Regions from separate parts of the Mus musculus genome. Here regions 1 and 3 are each linked to region 2. A link is a contact called in public promoter capture Hi-C data. All regions are on one chromosome and are shown on one strand. Each heading gives the region's core, a stretch centred on a gene start, on an enhancer-like site or on the middle of the called end of the contact. The rest is flanking DNA. Distances are from core to core; before and after follow the strand shown. Region 1 holds the start of Pop1 (processing of precursor 1, ribonuclease P/MRP family, (S. cerevisiae)). Region 2 holds the start of Ankrd46 (ankyrin repeat domain 46). Region 3 holds the start of Atp6v1c1 (ATPase, H+ transporting, lysosomal V1 subunit C1).

What was found. Promoter capture Hi-C pulls out the DNA fragments that hold promoters and counts their contacts.
Region 1: a contact with region 2 is called in a promoter capture Hi-C map of embryonic stem cells, with 7 times the contacts expected there. The contact joins the promoter of Pop1 here to the promoter of Ankrd46 in region 2. A contact is called at or near these places in 8 of 39 promoter capture datasets (the 3T3-L1 cell line, cranial neural crest, embryonic stem cells and 4 more), 1 of 115 datasets of contacts at active chromatin or transcription factors (astrocytes) and 2 of 9 other capture datasets (adipose tissue and liver).
Region 3: a promoter capture Hi-C map of erythroid cells shows a contact between it and region 2, with 6 times the contacts expected there. The contact joins the promoter of Atp6v1c1 here to the promoter of Ankrd46 in region 2. A contact is called at or near these places in 3 of 39 promoter capture datasets (erythroid cells, liver and pre-B cells).

What each region holds. Positions count from the first base shown.
Region 1 is chr15:34,493,628-34,496,904 of GRCm38.p6, forward strand. Pop1 (processing of precursor 1, ribonuclease P/MRP family, (S. cerevisiae)) reads left to right here and starts at 1,684. Exons shown (of 16, transcript NM_026340.3): 1 at 1,684-1,788. It overlaps Rida (reactive intermediate imine deaminase A homolog), which reads right to left and starts at 1,619. Exons shown (of 6, transcript NM_008287.3): 1 at 1,426-1,619. The coding sequence starts at 1,490.
Region 2 is chr15:36,495,346-36,498,832 of GRCm38.p6, forward strand. Ankrd46 (ankyrin repeat domain 46) reads right to left here and starts at 1,446. Exons shown (of 5, transcript NM_175134.4): 1 at 1,382-1,446; 2 at 532-648.
Region 3 is chr15:38,660,529-38,663,778 of GRCm38.p6, forward strand. Atp6v1c1 (ATPase, H+ transporting, lysosomal V1 subunit C1) reads left to right here and starts at 1,376. Exons shown (of 13, transcript NM_025494.3): 1 at 1,376-1,555.

The sequences.
Region 1 (3,277 bases), core at 434-2,933, 2.0 Mb before region 2:
TTTGTAAAATGGAGAGACAACTTAAAGGTAGTTAGTTGTCATAGTGCCTGTCATGTAACATTTGCTACATTACTGCTTCTTTTCCTTTTATAGGTGAAGGCCTATGTCGGATTACTTCTTACACATTTTTGAATCAGCTAAATACTTGGCATGCACTACACATCTTCTACAGTACTAATGTTGCAGCCGAAGAAAATCTTCAGTTTTGATTGACAGCAAAGAGACACTGTGTCAGAAATGACTTTTTCAAAAGGAATTGGCTCTAGATACGTTTTAGTGAAGACTTAGAAGTTAGAGAGGAGAAAGTTATATAAGATACAATACAGTGATTTTTAAAGCTGAGGTATTTTGAGGAACAAGGTTTTAAGTTAAGTGTGCTGGTCTTCACGTCAGCACTAGGAATGCTCAAACAGGAGAACAGCAGGTTCTAGGTTAGTCTGAGCTACAAAGTTAGTCTGTCCTTCATAGCACCCACAGAAGGAAGTGAAAAGAAAGTACCATTTCTATTTAAAAGCACTTCTGGTAAGCAGAGATAAATGCCAAAGGGTAGTTTTTATTTTTCCAGTACATATATGGTTAGCTCTAGTATATAGGATAATCTCAGAAGATCACCTTTGGTGTTACTTGCATTTGATATTAGTGGTAAATAGGCATGGATAAACCATTCATAAGCATCATTGCATTCCTACACGTTATAGAAGCCAGAGACTAGGATAGACATACAGGTATTTGCTGAGTACTGTCCAAATGAGACAAGCATATCTTGTAAATTAAGAAAGGGTTAGATCAAACTTCATGCTAGTAAAAGAAGCCTGTCACAGAGGACCAAACAGTGTATTATACTTTTTATAGCAAACGTCTTTAACAGATAAACCCTATAGTGATGGAGAGGAAATAAATGGGTGGTTGTAAGGAGCTGGGGAAAGATGCCATGTGGAATAAATGCTAATGGTATAAACCTTATTTTAGGTTGGATGTAAATGTTTTGAGAATAGAAAGTGATGATGGCTACACAACTTTTGGGCATAGTAAAAGCCACTGAATTGAACCCACTAACAGAATGAGAATTCTATGGGTTGTTTATTCTATCTTAATAAAATTGTTACAAAAACCAAAACTAGAAGCCACCAAGACGAAAGGCAAGGGGGTTGGGGTGATGCCACTTCTAACCAGAGAAAGCATGTAGCAAGCTCGCCTTCGGGGCCCCGGCAGCTCCAGATGGGGGCAAGATCTTAGGAGTGCAAGTTTCTGGTAGCACCAGGGCTCCCCCATTCTCTGAGGGATTTGGATACACTGTACTCTTTCTGAACTTAGTTTCTTCGCGCGTTCTAAGACTCTCTTTTGCTCGGACCAGCAGGGGCCAAAGCTCCAAACTTGCAACACTGCACCTACCTGGTCCTTCAGAGCTACAGTAAAAAACATTACCTGTAGGGACCAATGGCCGCCGGGGCTTTTGTGGTGCTGATCACCTTTCTGATTATGGACGACATGCTAATCCTTCCCTCTTGAAGACCCTCCAGAAGAAGAAACGATGGTAAGTAACTACACCCACTCTTGTCCACTGACCAGACAGCCCTAGGCAAAAGAGTTTTAGTTCAGGGACAGCCCCGTGCGAATTCGCACGGCCCGATGGGAATTGTAGTTTACAAGCGACTCCGGGACACGTGGAGGAAGAAGCCGTGCTGCGCACGCGCCCTCAGCCCGCTCGCTCACCCTCTGTGGTGGGAGCTTCTAGGGATCTCAGAACCTTGTCATTCTTACCGGCGAAGCCCTCGGAACTTTTGGCAGGTTGGTGGTGAGGCACTAATGCTTAGCCGGGGCCGCCAGCTCGCGGGGGCCTCGCGTGGGGGCTTGCCCACAGTGGCGGCTTCGGCTTGCGGCGCTTTTCACTTGGGGAGGTCCATGCTGCCCGGGCGGGCCCTCTTGCAGTCCAGAGCCTCAGGCTCCTGTGCTCGTTTTTATGCTTATCGTTGCCCTGCCAGGCGGAATCCCCTCTGGGAATGCGCTTGTATCCCTTTCTGGGTACCGTAAAGGACAGGGATGGGTCATTCCGGGGAACCAAGCAGAGGTGTGGGTTGTCTGCCTTTCGCCATCCCGTGCTTCCTTTCTATGCATGATCGCCTCAAGATTTGAGCAGACCGGGGTCTGCTTTCCGGAGGCGAGTCATCTTCTCCTAGCTCACGACTTCAGCTTTCTCACTAACGAACCTGGGTAGATAAGAAGATGTACTAATTAGTAACTGATAATATATCATAAGGAAGTATATTTAAAACAATTCTTTAGTGTAGCTGGTATAATTTTGCCTTTTGAGAAAGATAAAAACTAATTTTTACTCTCTAAATAGATGTGTGTATGTTTATTTTTTCATAAATACGAGTTTTGGTAGAGTATTTGATACTGCAAGACATAAAGCATCTAAAGTGGTTTTGTTTGTTTGTTTGTTTGTTTTGTTTTTGTTTGTTTGTTTTTTGAGAGGGTTTCTCTGGATAGCCCTGGCTGTCCTGGAAATCACTTTGTAGACCAGGCTGGCCTCGAACTCAGAAATCTACCTGCCTCTGCCTCCCGAGTGCTGGGATTAAAAGCGTGGGCCCCCACGCCCGGCTTTTTTTTTTTTTTTTTAGAGCTGATTTGTTGTTTGATTTTTATAATAGTCAGTGATGAGATGCTATTTTGCCTAAATATGTAGTACAGTCGGAACTATAATTAGGGCCAGTTGTTGGAAAAGTCTATCTCAATCCCAAATCCAAATTAATGATTTAAAAAATATAAAATTTAACCCAGCAACTCAATTTCAAACTAGTTTTTTAAATCAAACAATGCAGCCCAGCACAATCCAAAGACGTGCGGCATGAGAACAATTTAAAGAGAAATTTAGGCCTGTTTTTATATCATTGTTTCCTTTTTTTTCTTTTTCTTTATTTAATGTACGAGTGCTCTGCTGCATATATATCTGCCTGCCTGAAGAGGATATCAGATCCCCCTATAGATGTTTTGTGAGCCACCACGTGGTTGCTGGGAATTGAACTCATGACCTCTGGAAGAGCAGCCAGTGCTCTTAGCCTCTGAGCCATCTCACCAGCCTGTATAACATTGTTTCTTAAGAGCATAAACCTGTATGTACAGTAAGAACACTGGGTTCATAACTTGCCTGGGATCTTGGCTGAGCTGTTTCAGGCAGTATTTGTTGGTGTTGTATGGTGTGTAAGCATGGGATGTCACTGCTGAACTGTGGCTGTAGTGACGTCTAGGTAGAGCACTGCCAGAAACACTTTGGATT
Region 2 (3,487 bases), core at 196-2,695:
AGTTAGACTCTAACGCCCCAGTCTCTGGGACTGGGAAATCACATCCCCAGTCTCACAGTGCAAACCCTTGATCCTGCAGTCACTAGCTCAGTTTGCTTACAGGTTGTGCTGTGTATCCTTCGTTCCTCACCACGTAGCAGTTCTCTCCCACGTCTCTCTGGTATCCTGTGAGACACTAGCTTCTTGTAGGAGTCGGGGAATCTTTCTGCTTGGCAGAATGCTATGTGTGCAAGGTACACTCACTAGAACTGCTGTGAAAATACAACTAACCAACACACAGCTAATGTGGATAGACAATCACAGACGCACTCCTCCATCAAATCAACCTATGCTGAAACAGTAAGAATCCAGGACATTTAACTTTATTATCACTACAAGGCTTAAAGAACAAATGCATTTCTCATTAAACTCCCTTGAAACTAAAAGGACAGTGGCACAGGCTCTTGCATACTCCATAAGCATAAGTCTAAGAGAAACCAGTTCAGGCTACGAATTCTATCAATAAACAAAAATCTTAAGGAACACTACTACCTTTGCAAGGTAAAGGGATGCTGGCGTGAAGTCTTGGGCGTCTCCGGTCCCACTTAGTCTGCCAACTGTCTGGGCTTGGACAGGTTGACTTAAGACTCTGTGCCTCAGCTTCTTTATCTGCAAATCAGAGATGGTACTTGTCAGGGTTGTTGCAAAGATTTTAAAAAGGACCATTAGGCACAATATCTGACATGAAGATAGCCAGCTGTTACTGTAACATGAAAAATCACCACACCACTGATGGCACCTTGGGAAGCGCCTAAGTACTAATGCCACGTTCTGAAGAGTGGGCAGTGTTATTTACTCTTCAATAACACACACTTATTACATTCCGCAGCCAATTCTAGAGTCTGTGGAACGCTGTTAAAATAAATGTCTTCTCCCTAAGACGGTTGTTGGGAAATCCGGAGAGGAAGCAACTGCGTTTTAACGACGCGTGTCAAGTGTGAAAGTTCATGATCACCTGAGGCCTAAGCGCAAAGTGTGCAAATCTTTTCTCTCCGCGGATACCCTGGGCAGTGTGACAGTCCGGACAGATCACACGCACCTCCACAGCGCCCACGCACGCCCGGGCTTCGGTCTCCTCGTGAACCGCTAAGGTGTTGACAATTCCTAGCTATGCTTTGAATCCCTGCCTGGGAAGGACGCCGCCATCGGGCTGGGGCGTGGGCTGCCTGAGACCCGCGAATACCCGCGGGCATCATCCGCGCAAGCTCCCAGGCCTGACCCGGGCCCTCCTGCCAGCATCGCCCGCGCGGAAGCCGCTCGGACCCGCGCCGGGCTCCACGGCCCTCAGAGGAGCTGTCACCGGCTCCCGCCCAGCTGCTGCCCACGGCCCCGGCCCTGGTACCTGCGCCCGCGGCAGCAGTGATGGCAGCAGCTCCTCCTCTCCAGCGGCGACAGGCGGGGCGCGGACGACCACAGAGGTGGAGCTCGCGAGGGCAGAGCGGCCTCGCACCCCGCGGCGGCGCGCCCCCTGCAGGCGGGAGGCTCTCATGGCGGTTCGGCCTCTAGCCAGCATCGCGCACATTCACCCCTTTTAAAAAACATACATCCCATTCCCTCAACTAAGTAGAAATTTAAAAGGCAGAAACAAATATATTAAGTGCCACGCGCATTAATTTATTAGTTTAGGGCTGCAGGGGAGGTGTTTAAAATCTGAATCCACAAGTTAGCAAATAATGGCTGACAAGTCTACTCTAAGCTATAATCCTGCCGAGTTATTATTCAGAGTGAATGCTTACACCCACTTATAAGGGTTCCTTGACTTATCATGACATGTGAAAATGATGATACACCCATATATGGAACATTCTTTCACAGAGCTTCTCTCTCTCTCTCTATCTCTCTCTCTCTCTCTCAACTCCAGTCATATAGCCAAGGTGACTTCTTTTAAACACTGTTCTACAAATTCTAGTATCATCCAACCCACCAGATGACCCTGTAGGGTGTTGTCTGTTCAAGAATTACATCTAAGTCGTCCTCCCGCCCCCAGCCCCCGGCAATGTCAAATAGATGTATAGGAGTATTGCCTGGCTTAAGGAAACCTCATATTCCTTTCATTTAAGGATTATAAGAAGGCTGGAGAGATAGCTCAGTTGGTAAAGGACCTGCATTGCAAGCATAAGGTCCTGAAGTCACCCCAGAACCCACATAAAAAGCCAAGCATGCTGGCATGTGGTAATCCAAGTTCTGGCTAGTAGGAGATAGCTGGGTCTCAGTGGTCCCCCTGACCAGTCTGCCAGCCTGGGCTATTCATGGGCTTTAATGAGAGTCCTCTCAAAAAAAAATCAAGATGATTGGCTCTTAAGGTATGTCACCTGAGGCTGACCTCTGGTCTCCATGTGCAAGTGCATGTTAAGTGTTTGCACACTCATGTTTGTGAATGCATGGGCCTGTGCACATATACACACACAGGCCACACACCAGGGCAGGGTGAGCTCAGCCATCCCCAGGGCTGCCAATCATCTTTAGCTATTTAACATTTACTTGTGCAGTGACTGACTATAAATATTCTGTAAATTGGGGATACATTAATCAATTTGTCAGTGGCTAAGTCCATAATATCTTCATATATGCCCATGCACTGTGCCAAATCATTGGGTAATTTAAATGATAATTCTATTCTTACAATTTATTCTTCCCCGGTTGGTGTATCAAACAACTTGAGAGTTTATTGATTGTATTCTAATTTATCTTTTCTTCTTCACGAATTATGGCTTCTGATCAATGGGGAAAATGTAAGGACTGTGAAGGCAGCTTTTTTTCTTCCTCTGAGGAGATTAAGGAAATGGACTGTGAGTTGCCTGTGCTCTCTGAATCCTTGTCCCCATGTCTGCGGACTTGACACAGTGAAGACTGAACATCTTCATAGATGATACTTTTATATCCCAGCAATATCTTGATACTTAATGGGAGTGACCATAAATCAAAGATTATATTTAGTCATTTTACATGCCAGGAAGGCGCACAGTGTTATCACCCTGCTAAAATCCAAGTGCTACATTGCTTTTCGAGGCTCTTCAGAAACTCCCTACCTTACTCAGCTTCTAAAGCCACCTCTGTCCCCCTGCTGTGGCCATTCCTCCATTCGATGCCTTTTCTCTTCCCTGGATTTCGCCTCCATGCCAGAATCTTCTCAGACTTTCTCTCACATCTTATCACACTCCTGTGCTTTGTGGGAGACTCTTAGATGCTCTAGAATGATCTCCTCATCTCAGGACCCTCGTTTGGATGATCACTCTCGAAAAGTCCCCTTTCCCTGGAGTGACACTATCTACATGGCGTCTAGAGTCACCCAGGAGGTGCCCTGGGTGGGCCTGGAGAGCATTATCTTGGTTACATTAACTGAACTAGGAAGACCCATCCTTTTCGGGCAACACCATTCCCTGGCTGTGACCTTGGCCTGTGTCCACAGAGAAGGGAACTGAGCAGAAGCAGGCACCCGTTGCTGTCC
Region 3 (3,250 bases), core at 126-2,625, 2.2 Mb after region 2:
GCCCTGGTTACATTGTATTGGTAGTCAGGAAGCAGAGAGCAATGAATGTTGATGCTTAGCTTTCTCCTTTAAAAAAAGATTATTTATTTGACAATTTTATTACATTTATTTATTTGTGGGTACTACAGCTTGCATGTGGAGATGGGAGGCTATCTTGCAGAATACACTTTGTGGTTCTGGGGATACAATTCAGGCCATCAGTCTTGGTGGTTAGTGCCCCATTACCTGTTGAACCTTCTCTCTCTAATCCTATTTATCATTTTTAAAAGATTAATTTTATTTGTATTTATGTGTATGAGTGTTTTGTCTTCCTGGGAGTGCATATGATTACAGGTTCTGCAGGAGGCCAGATGAAGCCAATCGGATCTCCTGGAGGTAGCTGGAGTCACAAGGCACTCCAGGTGGGTGCCAGTAAGGAATTCAGATCCTCTGTGAGAGCAGTATGTGTTCTTAACCTCAGAGCCATCTCTCTAAGCCTCGAAAAAAAAAAAAAAAACATTCTGTGTTGGTTCCTATCATTCAAGATGCTGCTGCCCATATTCGAGGTGAATGTCCTACATTAAACCTGGCTGGAAACTCCCTCCAAGAGGTTTGTCTCCTAGCAATTCTAAAGCCAGTCAGGTTGACAATGGAAATCTATTATTCCGCTTGCTAGTAAGAACAGCCAGGAGTGCCCACACATTGTGCAAACAGAACCATAACCTCTGGAGCTTCACTTTGCTAAGCTGTAAATCTAAAAACGATTAAAATAGACAAGTCCCCAATCCTCTATGCAACCTAAAATGCTGAGATATGCACCACCTAACTTCTCAACCAATGAGATGTGCACGGTTTGTGAGAGTAGGTTGATATCTATTTTTCTGGAACCCAAGGCTGATGGTTTTTCCCTGTCCATAAACCTTTCTTGACTTCCTGTATCCATTTTGGTACCCCTAAACCAGACAGTTTGGAGTTCCTGGCAAGGGGGTCACTCCACTAGCTAATTCTAAAAAACTAATTAACAATGTTTGGTGCTGAGTAACTAAACCTGAACACTTTATCACTTTATGGAACGAAGTGATACCAGATTGGATGAAAAATATGAAACTACTGAAGTGGATTATTAGAAAAAATTTCCCCGAAACCTGGACTGTCAAAACTTGCAGTGCAGAAGTCAGTGCAGGAGCTTGGGGGAGTCTGAATGGCTGAAACCTGTGGGTAATTTTAGGGTGGGCGGGAATTTTCTGGTGGCTGGCCAACCACCGCAGGTGCATCTGGAGGAGCGGCAAGCTCCGCCCACCCGGAAGCCCGCTCTGCGCGCTCTCTCAGCCCCGCCTTCTCCGGAGGCCTGGCCGCATCGTGATTGCGCGCAGTGGTGCGCGCGCGTAGGCGGAGCGGCGTGCGCCGCGGTCAGCTGACTGCTCCGGCTGGCACGTGACTTGCTCTGGGCGCAGGGGTCGAGGAAGCCGAAAGGCCGGAGCTTAGGTCCGGGAGGGATGGAGCGCTGAGCGGTTAACGTCTACCAGGCTTCCTGCCTCCGCACCTGTCGCCGCCGCCGCCTCCTGAGACACCTCGGGTCAGTGAGCGATAGCCCTGCGGGGAGCTGACGCTGCAGTGGCCGCCGGGGAAGGATGGGGGCGGCGCGGGGGCCTAGACTGTGGCGTCGGACCTGCAACCGGCCTGGGTGCGGGCTCTCCGCATCTCAGGGCCTAGGGTTGGTGTCTTTGGAAGAAGAAGGAGGGGGAAGGGGCCCAGACGGGGAACTCAGTGGCAGAAGGGAGAAGTGTTGTACATTCGGGTCCTTCTTGGGTGGGAATCCCAGCGAGTCCTGGTCACTTGTGAGAAGGTGGACAGTGACAGAATGCCTCAGGTGAGGCTCAGGGTTCACCGGCGTGTGTGTGCAGTCTCCACTGGGTGTTTACGCCTGTATGTGAATAGAAGGGATTACAGTTTTCAGGGCGGAAGGGGTGCCCACTGCAGGCAGGGGGCGGTCACAGAGGACACGGGGGTCATTGTAGGCAGTGGATGAAACAGGAATACAGGCAGCTTAAAAACATTTCACTAGATTGGGGTTGGGGGAGGTTAAACAACATCCCCGAAAAGGAACTGGTGGACAGAGTCTCTTATAAGGCAGATTGAATCACCTATGAGGCATAAGAGGGAAGCTTGTGTTCTTTTCAGAGGAAAAATGTTATCAGGGGGAAAATTGTCTACTCTGTACTTAGTGGTGCCCCGGGAATGAAATGGTCGGGTGTGAATAGCCCAGCCCTAAAAGTTCACATTGATGGTGGGAAGATAAGTCACAGGGGAAAGATGAGGTTGTATAGAACTGGTAAAAACAGAAGGAGGAGAAAAGTATCCTGGAGGAAAGAAAACTTGAGTTTGGGTCTTGGCAAGTCGGTGGGATTGGAGGCAACAGAGGAGAACTTTTTACTCAGTGAAAGCCTCGTTATTTGAGGGCCTGATGAGAGAAGAAGACATGATTTAGGGGTGCCAAAGGCCAGGCTTTTGTAGTAGGCTGCATTGTGGAAAAGTGGGAAATAGTTTTGAAGTCTGGTGATACTTGTTCATATACTGCATGCTCTATGGCTGATACTATGGGAGTGCTAAGGTTTAGGAAGCAGACAGGGACTCTGCTGTCAGAGCTTCCAGACAGATTCAGAGGAGATAGGTTTTAATAGTCGTGCATTTGGCGTGTGATAGAGCACTAACCTTTAGTCCTAGCACTTAGGAGGCAGAGCCAACCAAAGCTAAATAAATAGTGAGACCACTTGTCTCTCTCTCTCTCTCCCTCTCTCTCTCTCTCTCTCTCTCTATATATATATGTATACACACACACACACATATATATATACATCTACATATATACATATATATACACACATATACATAAATGTGTGTGTGTGTGTGTGTGTGTAAAATCTACTCCGAAGGAGTAATGGAGCAGTACAGAGATGTTTCCCAGGAATATGACTTTTGTGGAAGATTCAAAGAAGGCTTTGTTGAGGATATGACTGAGAAGAGGTTGGTGTGAAAAGGGGGTGAGCAGGCAGGAGTGAAAAGGACATTCCAGGTTGAGGGAACAGAGTTTGTCAAGGCCTTGAAGTGAGAGGAGGAACGTGCCTTTCCAGAACTTGCAGAGAACCTGGAATGAGAAAGGTGTGGTGGTGGGATGTGGACAGACTGGCCTGTGTGTGGGGAGAGCTGGAGTCAGACTGCTCAGGGAATCCAGTGAAGATCATAGGTGCTGGAGACAGACTGTGTGTGGCCC